2 separate regions of the Zea mays genome follow, and region 2 is linked to region 1. Evidence: chromatin contacts called from public Hi-C data. All regions are on one chromosome and are shown on one strand. The core of a region is the stretch at or near the end of the contact, and the rest is flanking DNA. Distances in the headings are between cores, read along the strand shown. Region 1 holds the start of LOC100191427. Region 2 holds the start of LOC100193047.

Region 1 (6,631 bases), core at 2,870-5,369:
AATGGAATTGTAACACTCAACAGAACAAAAAGACATATATGTTGTTTGTTGTGTTTAGTTTCAGATTTTCAGTAAAGAGGTGGTCCATCATCATCTCACCCCTCAAAATCTTGTTTGGTTTGTGTATTGGAATAGGGTGATCCATCATCACCACATTCCTCATATGCACATAATTAGTATATGTATGGAGGATGGATCATCCCACCAAATTCATATATAAATCACATGATGATGGACCACCCCATCAAGGATGAGGTGATTCCTCAAACCAAACACCCCATTATTAATGACTCTATTTGATGGAAGTGCAAAGAATCATCATCTTGGAGTATATAAAAGAGCAGACCCAGTGCCAGAGGGTCCCACATGAGTGAGATCTAGGGAAGGGATAAACCGAGGGAAGCCTTCCCCACAAATGTGGAGAGGTTGCTTCGAACCCGCGACCTTTCAAGGGTATTACTTCATCATTTCTCCAAAGTTCAAATTGTACCGGTAATCACAGTAAGAGTACATTTGAAATCTAAAACTTTTCAATCAAAGCAATTATTGCAACATAACTTTGTCTTGCAACATGTTTTTCACGTTGCTCCAAATAATATTCTTTCAGATTGCAGCTTCAAGTATACTGGAGCATGAATTGTACAAGGCTCAAAAGTAAACCATCCTTTACCATAGCAGAACAAATAATGTCAATTTAATATTCCCTCCGTCCCAAAATAAAATTCGTTTTACCTATTAGTTGATTCATACAATAATTAATGTATTTGTTTTATGTGTGTCTAGATTCATCATCATCCATTTGAACATAGACATAAAAATCAAGAGCTAAAACGACTAATATTTTAGAACGGAGGGAGTGGTTTTTATTTGTATAAACCTATTAGAGAATACATACACATAAATAAGGTCTTACCTCCAGCTCTGAATGGCAATTCACCATGACATTAAAAATATTATCAAGGCCACCCGACTGCCTTAATGTTTCTTTAAAATTTCCTCCAAGTTTCAACACCATCTCAGATGTATCTGTAAAAATGTTGTAGCACTTCAGGAGTGAATGAGTGATGATGGAAAAACCTTGCTACTAAATCAGGTTTATTAAATTAAAAGGTAAGAAAAATACTCAAAGTTCTAAATAAGACAACAATTGATAGCAAGTAAAAGAATAACCAGACAAAATCATACATGTAATGCTGTAAGCTATTACTTAACTTATTGTTTGATTTTATTGCTTTGACTAATAGAACCAGACCTGAAGGGGGATTGTGATCAAGAAATTTGATTAGAGAACTTACCCTCTAATGCAACAGCAGACAAGCACGCCTTTTCCATTGTCAACAAAGCAAGCCACTTTGAACATAGTTCTGGCCTTGTTGTTTTCTTATCATCACTGTCTAGTGGCTTGATCTCTTTGCAGCTTAAGAGGATTTCTTCAACTTTTAAAAGTATGTCCTCTGAACTAGAATCTGCATCCTTATTGGAACTGTTAAGCATCTGAAATTTACTGATTCCAAGAAGTTTGGAACCTATTGATGGCGCTTTGGCATCAACAACATTCACTGGAGGGTTTAATAATTTAAGAAGGAAATGGACACAAGTTTCTGAATCCAGCGAATTATTGTCTTGGACCTGAATAATAACAAAGGAAACAATAAGCTGAACTCATATTGAAGTACTACTACCTGAGTTCCAGAATCTAGTGTCATCAATCAAATTTCTAAAGGTTGGCCTTTTGTATGCCTGTAAGGTTAGAGTTACATAGGTTCACTATATAAAAATATGAAAATATCATTAAAGTTACAGTTAGAATGCCTCCATTAAGTTGTAACAATGGACAAAGCTGCATCTCATAGATAATGAAAAGTCAAAAACTTTATTAAGTAAAAAGAAAGAAAGTGGTGAAAGAGAAGAACCATTGGTTAGTTAACTAGTACAATATTAAAGAGAGTCATTTAGGTCAAACTAATGAAAAAGTTTAAATGACAATACTGCCTGAGATTTATTTCCAACAGATTTCTAGTTAGTTTTTACATTCAAAATATTGAGATTCAATCATGGTGTTTCTTATTTGATTCTTTTATAGAACATGCCAGCCTTGCAATATGAAAACAAGTGGCATTGTAATGTGAAAGAAGTGGTTGCAGCTAAAAGAGAAAACACAAGGGAAATTGATAGCTTTTATCCACCTTGTAATCATCTAGGTGAAGGCAAATTTGAGATAAGAGGTATTTAATATGCATAACAGCATGTGTGATTTAGACAGAGATCAAGAGGTACTCACATCACTTGCCAAAACAAATAAAAGAGCTCCTGCAGCAATAGCGCAGGGAGGATCATCAATGTCCAGAACCAAAATAGCATCGATAATTTGCTGTACCAGTCTACAGGATATAAGAAAAAGAAGCCATTTGTATAAGTAATAGAATGCGAAAAAGGTGACAGATCTAATATTGTGTTTGTTAATTGTTAAATGTTAACATCTTTAGAGCTGGAGAAGTTCTTAGATTCAATAATAATTTAATTATTCTTTTGGACATAGAACATTTGACCTTGCTCCAAGAACTGAAGCCCAGGTCAGACAGAAAAACAGATATCACACACCTTCAAGGCTTCAACTTATTCTAACCAAGTATTATGCTTTTAACTTAAAAATGAAGTACAGCATCAATGTTGGCATAATTGTGAGTGTAAGAGTAAACCTATCAATCTATGATACATTTCAGCTCAAGTGAAACTTTCAGTTTATAAGATAATAATTATTACTGTTCAATCCTGACTGGAAACATGCCCAATTCTCAGAAATCGCAAAGTAAATGTATATGCTTATTGCCTAAGGAGAAAAGTTTAGCTACACCTCAATAATTTCCATTTCTACCAAACAGCATTCTTCAGATAACTTGCCATGATGCTTGAGATGAGCACATATAATTCAGACAAGATAGACCAAATTCTAGGCACAACCGCACAACTAAACACCAACCATGCTACTGTTTCAGGGACCATGCAGGATACAATCTCTCAGCTTAAGAAGGTATCAATCTGCTAGAAATCTTCCTAGGCAACTCAAATGCGTGTGCATACTTCTTAAACACATTTGTAAAATTAGGTTCTAAACCAACGAAAGTGACAATAATGCTTGTTGGAATCAACAGTGTCAGTTCTACAATAATACAGAAAGAGTTCTGGGCAAGGAATTAGCCTACAAACGGGGAACCATTGAACCATAAAACCAATATACTTGAGTTCTGGGCAAGGAATTAGCCATCTATTGCGAAACCAATCAAACAAAGGAAGCCCATGGTCCAAAGGCAGAAAGGTGGTCCCTTTCTCAAGGAAACCCTAGTCTCGAGCCCCAATCGCACAAGAAAACCATCACGCTTCTCGATTTTCCGGTCAAGATTACTAAGAAAGACAAGCAAGAACCTAATTGATGTTATTGGTTGAGCACAAGACAAAAGAGGCGCCTTTGATGCACTCACCCTTGGGACCGGAGCACGCGGCGGCGCTCGGCGGAGGCGCAGATCCCGAGCAGCGCGAGCAGGCTGGCCCGCCGCGTCCGCTTCTGCGCTGCGGGTCGGAGCCCGTCGAGCGCGAACGTGACTTCGTCCACGCTCTCCATCATCTCTCCGTACTCCTCCGCCTCCATCAGCGTTGCCGTCGGCGCCACCGCGGGGGCTTCCGCGAGCTCCCACCCTCCTCTTCTTGCCCCGCGCCGCCGCCCCTCCGGCCGGGGCCGCGGCGGGGACGGAGGTGGGTCCTCGTCGAAGTCCCACATCGAAGAGGACTCCTGCGACGGCGGGAGCGGGAGCGGCTGCGAGGCCGACGACACCAGCAAGTCGGCGGCGTCGTCGCAGTCGAACGCGTCCTGCGAGGACGAGACCCCGCCCCCGCCGTCGGAGAAGGAGCGGGATCTGCGCCCGTACGTTCGCAGGATCATGGCGTCCGCGCCGTCGTCGATGCGCGGCGAGAGATAGGAATTGGGCGTGGCTTGGGTGTGTTCGGGGCGTCGTTTGCTTCGCGTTGCGGCGGATTTGGGAATGAAGTTGTGAGGGGCAGCTGCAGAGCTGCTTGGGGGATTTTGGGGGAGCGAGGAACTCGGCTTCGGCTCGATCAGGTTGTTGTGCCACTGGCGAGTGGGGCCGCGAGATGGATACGGTTTGGTTTGTCTGATTCAGCCGTCGGATTTGTTGGGAAATGGGAACATCACGCCTCAGGTGTCAGAACGGCGGGGAGGGCAGTAGTGGCTCAGAGGCGGTTAGCCGTTGGATCTCCTATCTCTACTAACTATTAAGGGGGAAGTGTAGACTGCCCCCGCCTGAAGCAGCCCGCGCGAACCGGCTGCCCCCAGCGCGAATCCCCTCCCGCAACCCGGCCTCCCTCCCCGTTCGCAAACCACCAGCCACATGCTGCGCAGCTCAACGCCGCCATTTCCGGAGGTAGCTTTGTCCCCTTCCTCCCCAGCCGCGCGAGGATTTCGCCCCGCTCGCCACGCCTTCACAACTCACCCCCATCTGCGAGGCCACCAGCGGGACGACCCTCGCTCCCGACGACCGACTGCTGGAGCCAACTCAAGCAGCCGATCCGCAAGTGGCGCGCGACTATGGAGGCAACCGCGGCGGTGCAGAGGCTGGCCGACCTAGAGGTGCAGCGGCGCCGTATCGCCGAGGTGCGCGCCACGGATCTGCACGAATCCAACCTCGTCTGCTCGGAGCAGCTCGTCGTCGACACTGCGGTGTTCGCGTGCACAACCAACGACGCTGTTCAGATCACCGACATCTCCCTCGAGCTCGCCGTACCGCTTCACCTCACCAAGGAGCTCGTCCAGCGTGGCCCCGCCTCGGTCACGGCTGCGCCCACATCTTCCTCTGTTTCCGTTCGCGAGATGAACCACTTCCACCTGGACACCAACGGCACAAAGCTGCAGCAGCACGTGCAATACTATGCGGAGCCCATCTTCCCCAAGCTCGACTCGGATGGAGAGGCGCGCGTACAGGACCAAGTCATGCACGACACCAGGGGCAACCCATGGGAGTTCTGCCACATCTACCGCGTCCAGCACGACCAACACAAACTCCTCCCCATCGGGTGGAGCAGGAACTACATGGCAGGAGCTCTGGATGAGCAGATCGACGCGTCAGTGAGGCAGCACTGCCTGTGGAACTTGCAAGCCAGCTGGAGGTTCGTGTTCAACTCGTCCAGAGTGTTGGAGGAGAGGTACCTGAAGCAGCCTCTCGGGGACCTAGGCTTCAAGCGCTCATGGCCGGTGGACCCTGTGGCTCCGGAGGCAGACGTCGTGGTTTCATGCGGCGGGCAGGCAGCCGTCGAGCTCGCCGATCTCAGAACGTGGCTTAACATGTTCCTAGAAGGTTCAATTGTCTACACGAGGGCCACCATCGTCTTCATGCGCCGCCCCAACGGTGACCTCATCGTCGGCCTGCGCCACGACGAGGAGGAGGCAGTTCCCAACACCTTGCCCAACAGGTGTTCGATGATTTGCTTCATCCGCGGCCTCGACGTCGGCAGCCACCTGTGGGGGAATAACTCTACTGCTGCTGACCACAACACGACAGGCCTGAGGCTGCTCTGGTGGCTCAAGAACCAGACGTCCTTCCAGATGTCTGGCAGCTGGGACCACTTCATCGCGCTGGGGCACATCTTCATCGTTCTTGAGCCTTTAATTCACAGCCAGAGAACAACCAAGCATATCCTAGCAATTATCGCTAGCATCAGCAATGCTCAGGCTCTCATTTTCACCACGAGCATGATTTGGGTGTTGTGCAAGGCAGAGAAGCTAAATGATGCTGAGGAGTTGTTTGACCAGACAGAGACAGCTAGAGTTGTGCCTTGTGCGTACGCATATAATACAATACTCATGGCATTTGCAACTGGAGGGTACGCTGCAATGGAGAGGATAACACAATGGAACCTTGCTTTCACTGGTGTTGGACTTGTTGGCACTGTCATTATCACTAGCCTCGATCTCATTGGTTCAGGGATTGCTGCTGGTGCTGGCTTTGTTACCTCTGGTCCGGGTCCTGTCAGCAGTGGACAAGGCAATATCTCCGTCTTTCTTTGGGATCCTGGCGTTCATGCGAAAGACAGCTTGGGGACAAGCTGTATTTCAAGAAGTGGGGAATGTTAGGTATACTAGATGGTTATGGGTTCGATGTGGTAATGTGGTGCGATAATATGAGAATATATGGGCTAGAATGGGCCTTGTAAGCCTGAGCGTAATAGCAAGTAGCAGGTGAGATATAAGGCTGGTGTGAGAATTCTGGAGGGATAGGAAGAATTTGGCTATCAGATATCAAATCAGATCGTCCTCCTCGTTGCTATCTCCTTCTCCAACCCTTCTTCTACCTGAACATATCTCTTCTCTCCGATATTCCCTTCTAGGTGCTAACATGGAGAAGCCGATGAAGCGGGTGATGAAGACCCCCCCTACCAGCACAAGGTCCTGGAGAAGACCAGATTTGTGATTGATCTTGGTTCTGTTGATGTTCGTAGAGATCTGCGGCGTCTTGGCATTTCTGACACTTCTTGGCACAATGCAAGTGAAAACAGTGCGCGAGTCCATGAACCGGATGATCGAAGCATGGAGGGAGATCCCAGACTTGGATGAGGAGGTCTG
Region 2 (6,631 bases), core at 2,949-5,448, 280 kb after region 1:
GTGGGTGTTTGACATCGGAGAAGCCACACCCGGCAAAGATGGGGCCGACGGCCTAGAACCGAGGCCATCGATCCGCTCCATTCACCTTCCAAAGTCTTCTGTTCTTGGCCTCGGGTTCACGGCCACCCCCGTGCCCCTTCCATGGGTCTCGGGGGCCGGCCCGGGAGCCCTGCTCGCTGCGTGTGTAGCGCCGCCCCGCGCATCCACCTTAATTGTCGCTGCTGATGACGACGAGCAGTAATGCGGGAGTTTAATTGCCTCGGGATTCTCCACTTCTTCGTTCAAACCGTCACTTGCTCTCAGGAACTTATAACCTCATTTAATATAATGTTTTTTTGAAGGATCTCTTTGTAAAAAACATCTCTATCTGACCCTTCGTACATATTATATGGTAACTACATTTATAATGCGACCGATTTCAAAGACACCATATTGTATCACGAAGGCTCCTGGATGTTTCTTACAATTGATGGATGTCTCTTATAATTGAAAACAACTGATCCAGATACTCAGATTATATATGCCTATAGACATCATTATTAAGCTGAAAACTGAAAACTTCCACAAGCATAGAATCACAACCACCATTAGGGGGGGCCAGGCACAAATCAAATTCGATTTGCCGTGCCCGCTGGCCGGTTCATACAATTTCGCGGCCGGCCGGCCGGCCAGTACATGGAGCCCCTCTGAATTTGTTTGCTCACGATGATACCTTATCATGTGATATCGGTATCGGGAGAAATAATTGGATTAGGTGGCCTAATAATATTGCCTCGCGAGCGAGCTGCTAACCTTGTTCTCTTGTGCGTATTGCCCGACCGAACAACTTTGCTTGCCATCGAGCAGAGCTGGCTGACGAGGGCTACTACGAGCTAGGTGACCATCGACACGGACGGATGTAGGTGGGAAATGTTTTCACTCAACTTAATTCCAAAAATTAATCCAGATAGTATGTGAATATCCAGAAACAAACCAATCCAATAAAAAAATCAAATTAAATGAAAACTGCTAAAAGCTGGGGGGGACTTGAACCGGAATACCGCAGATTCGCTTGGCAAGGACTCATAGGTTTTAAATCTAAAAGTGTAAAGTTTAGATACAAACATGGCCTACCCTCAGTGAATTAACTACGTTATCACGTGATGAGAATCTGTAGGCTAACAATATCACGTAATTCATAACTAAAATTTAGTACGTGTCACATCGAACATTTGAATGTCTTTACCACGTTAGCACCATCGATATAGTTGGAATTAACTACGTTATCACGTAATTCTCATCTGTAACAATTGGACATTATCATCTCAGTGACATGTCTTAACTTTCCACTTTGAGATAGAGAGCATGACTGTCTACTATATTTTGTTGCCTCAATCAAATAGATAAGAAGCTTTGTGCATATGGCCAACGACGCCTTCGGCAGGAGAGTCGCCAAACTTCTTGGCGATGTCTTTCATGTGTTGCTTTTAGTTCTTTTAAAGACTCCTCTGAGTGTTGGTATGTTTCTAATTTGTTAGGTTAGTTCTTAATCATTTCGTAGATGCCTTCCTTCTCGCATAATGACGCAAGATGTTATATTTGGCTTCTGCTGATCATGCCTATATATGCATCTGTGATGTGAATTGAGATTCATTGAGCAACACATGCCTTCTATGTTGGAGATGGGGTTTTAAATAGTGATAAAATTTATGGCAGGTGTTTTTTAAATACATACATATGTACATATAAATTTTGTTCCCTCAAAACGTACTAACCCTCTCCGTGTTTTTGCAGTATCTGACCGAGAACAATTATTTCGTGATGATTGGGGTAATTGGGCTGCCCGGTGTAGGCAAGTCAACCATCATGAACGAGCTTTATTAATATGATGCAAGCTACCTGGTACGATACAGCTTCACTTTTGTTGTGCTCTTTTTAGTGTCGTGCAAACACTTGGATTCATTGCTTACTGAGATGTCATTCTAATGATTATCGTGTAGGTCCACTTTTCTACATGTACATTATTCTTAATATTTCTACCATGTAATATCTTTTGGTAGCTTGCATCGTATTAATAAAAAATCGCTAGGAGAATTAGGTAGCTAATAAATAGTTAGTTAACTACTAGCTAATTTGCTGAAAATAACTAATAGTTGAACTATTAGCTGATGTCTTTAGCTAATTTAAACAGTTAAGTAATATCTCTAGCGCATTCAAACACCCCTTATTACTTCAAAGGCTGAAACCATCGACCCTGCGTTTACGATGACGTGCAGTGGTAACAAAAGAGATGCCAAGTGCGCTGAGGATGCAGAGGCCAGAACATACATACAGTTCCCATTTTCTGAACACAGAAACCAATGGCACCGTCGAATTCAGAAAGAGCAGAAAGCAAGTTCTTTTTTTAACTTTCTTTCTGATTTGGCTGGTATGATGATGTCTGTAGCACCTGTGATTAACTTTTAAACTCTTTGGGCACAGGGAATGGAAGTGAGTACTAAGAACAGAGCAAGTGATATTTATGTTTCTAGATAAACAGGCGTGAGGCGTGGAGTAAAAACAAAGGAGGTAAAGAAAGGGCCTTCAATCGTGAGGCATTCATTTTGATTGTTCGAAATGACAGACTTTGACATTTGTTACGATTGTTAAGTTGATTCTTGATAGTAACACTAAATAATGATCTATGCGTGTATAAGTGTCGTCCGTTGCAACGCATGGGCATATACCTAGTGATGTTTTTAAGAAGTTAATTTTATCATCCGTGTGTCTTGGTTAAACCGTTTGTATTAATTGATTTGGTTGCACTCTCAAGAGCTTGTTCGTTTTGCTTTCAATCCATGTAGATTAGGTGGGATCGTATGAGTTTAAATCTTAAATAAGTCAAAAATTTTTATAATTTGTTCAATCTCATCCAATTCATATAGGATAGGAATAACCGAACAAGGCCTAAGTATAGTTTGGAAACTTAAGGCATGTTTGGTTTGCTATTTAACTTACCACACTTTGCCTAATTTTTCTGTCTAAGGTTAGTTATTCAATTCGGACGACTAACCTTAGGCAAAGTGTGACATATTTAGCTAGGGATGAAAACGGTTTCGGAATTTTTCGGTATTCCGGAAACCGATTTCGAAATTTTTCGGTCGGATTCATCGGTAACGGTATTTTTCGAAAACGGAATCGGTTTTCGGAATTTTCTATCGGAATCGGTATCGGAATCGACGTGGTGTTTTACCGACCGTTTCCTTCGGTTACCGGTTTTTGTCGGAAATTACCGGATCTGTGTCTCGGAATTTTCCGGAATTGTGTCTCGGAATTTTTCGGAATTGTGTCTCGGAATTTTTCGGAATTTTCCAGCATGTGATTTTTCGCATCGTCTGTACGTCTCTAGATAAGGATTACTTATTTTTGTATTTTTTGGACACCTTTAGAATTTTTTTGGATAGATGGTGTTGGAAGGCAGTTGAGATTAACAATTTGGTCTTTTCCACACACTAGGTTTTAGGGTTTTCCTGTGAGGTTGTGAAAAACTCTTTATGTGAGGAAAAAATATTTCATAAGTAAGCATGCATGTCAGCTAGATCAAGTGGATATTATGAATTATGAACTTTGAGTCTATGAACTTGTGATCTTTATGAACTTATTTACTATGAACTTGTTATATTGTGAACTTGTGATCTTTGTACACTTTTTATATTATAAATTTTTAATCCTTGTGAACTTTTTATATTGTGAACTTGTTATATCATGAATTGTGAACTTGTGGTCTTTGTGATCTTTTGTCAACTTTGTTGTATTATGAAGTTTGATATATTCACCGATTGTATTTTAGATTCCGACCGTTACCGGTGTATTTTCCGCACCAAACTTTCGTTTCCGATGTTTCCGAAATATCGATATCATTTCCGTTTCCGGAGTTACCGTTTTCGATTTTGTTTCCGATAAAAAATATGAAAACGGTAATGGTTTTAGTGTTTACCGACCGTTTCTGACCGTTTTCATCTTTATATTTAGCTACGAACCAAACATGCCCTTAAATTTCCTTCGTGTTCGGAGAAGATTGAGCAAAAACATAGTTTATTTTCCCCTTAATTCCTTTTAATTCAGAGACGTTTTGAACTGGCCCTTATAGTAAAATCGACTCCCGGGGATTGGGCCCTAACCCGGCCAGTTCCGGCCCAAACGAGCAAGCCTTAAGCCCTTAACTGACGCTTGTGAGGGCGTCGGCAGTTCGCGACACCCCGTGCAGCCGTGCTCTTCCGCTTGAACTAGGGCGCCTCCGCCTCCGCGCCCGCGCCGCCGCCGGCTGTAGCCATGTCCGACGAATACGGTGGGCTCCTCATCCATCCACATTTCTGTGGGTTACTCTATGCTCTATTGCTATTGCGCTTGTTTAACTTGGGATTTTGATTGGTTTTCTTCCCCTTTCGCTGTGGTTTTGGCGGGGGATTAGTGGACTTGCCCGTCTCGGACGAGGATGAAGAAGAGCTCGAAGATGAGATGGATGATGGTGATGGGGAGAGTGGTGGTGGAAGCTCGAAGAAAAAGGCCAAGCAGCACGTGGAGCAGCTCAAGCGGCTGCAGCAAAAGGTTTGTCCCTGTCGCCTCCGGTTTATTGTTACTATTACTTAAAAATGATGCTTAACAGTGTAAGTGGATTTTTGATAGTTCCTGAATGTGCCTATTCTTTTCTTATGCTTTATTATTACTGGTTGCCCACCTGAGTATATGACTTTTAGGTTCGCCTGTGCCCTTGTGCTGTTTGTCCTGTAGATACTTTTAAATTGAATCTGCAAGCTGGTACGGTTGCCCTTGTGGACAGTAACTATTTTAATTGATTCAGAAATTGATTGCAGTCTGGCAATCTGCTGAGTTAATGTAGTATTTGAAACTGCTGATAGTAGGTATCGTAGAATGGGCTATAAAGTGACTGGCTGCAAAATAGTATTAGTTGGACCAACTTCCTTCAGAGGTGGATCTGTGTTATAGAGATAAGTTGAGAGGTGGACAATTGTGTAGAACGATGATGTTTTTCTATGTTCGTTTCATTCCCAATTTAACCATATTGTAATGGTAGTTATGCTACAAAATGAGTAAGGAATGCCACATAATAACTGTTTTGACCTAAACTGCTGTTGCATTAAATTTAACATCTTGCATACTCCAATAAGTGATCCCTTGAGCTTACACTCTAACTTTAAGGCTTGAATTGTCGCCTGCCCCATTCACTGATTGTGGAAATGGCATTGTCATAGGCTCATAACATTTGATTACTCACTCTGGCATAGCTTTCCTGGTTTTTACTTGCTCAATTTACATTCATTGGTTAGAAACAATAACATTCCCTGGTAGATTATTTTTGTATAGTATTGGTGTCCCGCTTATTATATCTGTTGCTTAAATCCTGAACTATGTTAACTAGGGTTGCACAGTTTAGCCTAAGGCCCACAAGTAGCTATTCGTTTTGAGAAATATGCATTTCTCCCCTTCCTAATTTCTGTCTGTCTGCTGCTGTGCTGCATGCCATAATATATGTTGGTTGTTTTTGAGGCTTATGTCCTTTTTTGATTTTATGTAGGATCCTGATTTCTATAAATATTTAGAAGAGTTTGATAAAGATTTGTTGGGATTTGATGATGATGATGATGAAATCGAGGTAAGCTGGTCCCTTTTTGTGAGTTTTCTATACTAGAATGATGAGTGGTCATTGTTCTACATTACATTTAGAACGACCGGGAGACTGGGGTTGAGGAGAAAGAGCAATATGTATCTAAAGAGGAACTGAAGCATGTGAAACCGATTACAATGGAAATGGTTGATTCCTGGTGCAACGGAGTAGAGAATGAAAAGATAGGTTCTATCCGTTCTATTCTTCAAGCTTTTCGCAGAGCCTGCCATTATGGTGAAGATCATGGGGACAATTCAACTCCGAAGCTCAGTGTCATGTCTGGCAGCGTACTTGATAAAGTTATGCACTTTGTTTTGAAACACATGGATAAAGTCCTCCGTCAATTACTTGGTGCCCCAAGCTATGGAGGGAAGAAAGAGGTAATCAGTGAGCTGATGCTGAGTAAGTCATGGAAGAGGCATGGTAATCTTATGAGGATCTATCTTGCCAATGCGCTTCATATGATAACAGAGATGACCGATGAGCAAATGATAGCATTTACTGTACACCGTGTCAGAGCATCAGCTGTTTTTCTGGCAGCTTTCCCATCGCTCCTGAGGAAGTATGTTAAGGTGTGTAGGTTACAATTTCTACTTTACCTTGGCTTTGAGTTATTTTTGGCATTGCTCTGCTATCTATCTACCAAGTTTGTTATTTACTTCTGTTTGCACGCTTCAATTGTAGGCTCTGCTCCATACCTGGGCTAGAGGACGAGGTGCAATGCCTCTTGTTTCTTTTATGTTCCTTCGAGACTTGTGCATTCAAGTAGGTTCAGATTGCCTTGATACTTGCCTCAAGGGTATCTATAAGGCTTATTTGGTGAACTGCAAACTGTCCAAATCTATCAGCGGATCAAAACAACAACACATTCAATTCCTTGGAAATTGTGTCAGAGAATTGTATAGTCTGGATCCACAAAGTGCGTATCAGCATGCTTTTGTTTTCATCCGTCAACTGGGGGTTATCCTAAGAGGAGCTCTTACTGAA

The links. A called contact is a pair of places that touch in the nucleus more often than the background predicts.
Region 2: a Hi-C map of leaf shows a contact between it and region 1, with 6 times the contacts expected there. The contact joins the promoter of LOC100193047 here to the promoter of LOC100191427 in region 1. A contact is called at or near these places in 7 of 25 Hi-C or Micro-C datasets (bundle sheath, ear, endosperm and 2 more).

The regions. Positions count from the first base shown.
Region 1 is chr5:25,647,186-25,653,816 of Zm-B73-REFERENCE-NAM-5.0, forward strand. LOC100191427 reads right to left here and starts at 4,120. Exons shown (of 14, transcript NM_001365488.1): 1 at 3,480-4,120; 2 at 2,282-2,381; 3 at 1,296-1,629; 4 at 914-1,026. The coding sequence starts at 3,937.
Region 2 is chr5:25,923,533-25,930,163 of Zm-B73-REFERENCE-NAM-5.0, forward strand. It overlaps LOC100193047, which reads left to right and starts at 4,199. Exons shown (of 12, transcript NM_001358604.1): 1 at 4,199-4,306; 2 at 4,430-4,566; 3 at 5,555-5,632; 4 at 5,704-6,216; 5 at 6,329-6,631. The coding sequence starts at 4,291. It overlaps LOC103626137 (a long non-coding RNA gene), which reads left to right. Exons shown (of 4, transcript XR_002262205.1): 2 at 1,774-1,881; 3 at 2,256-2,407; 4 at 2,461-2,667.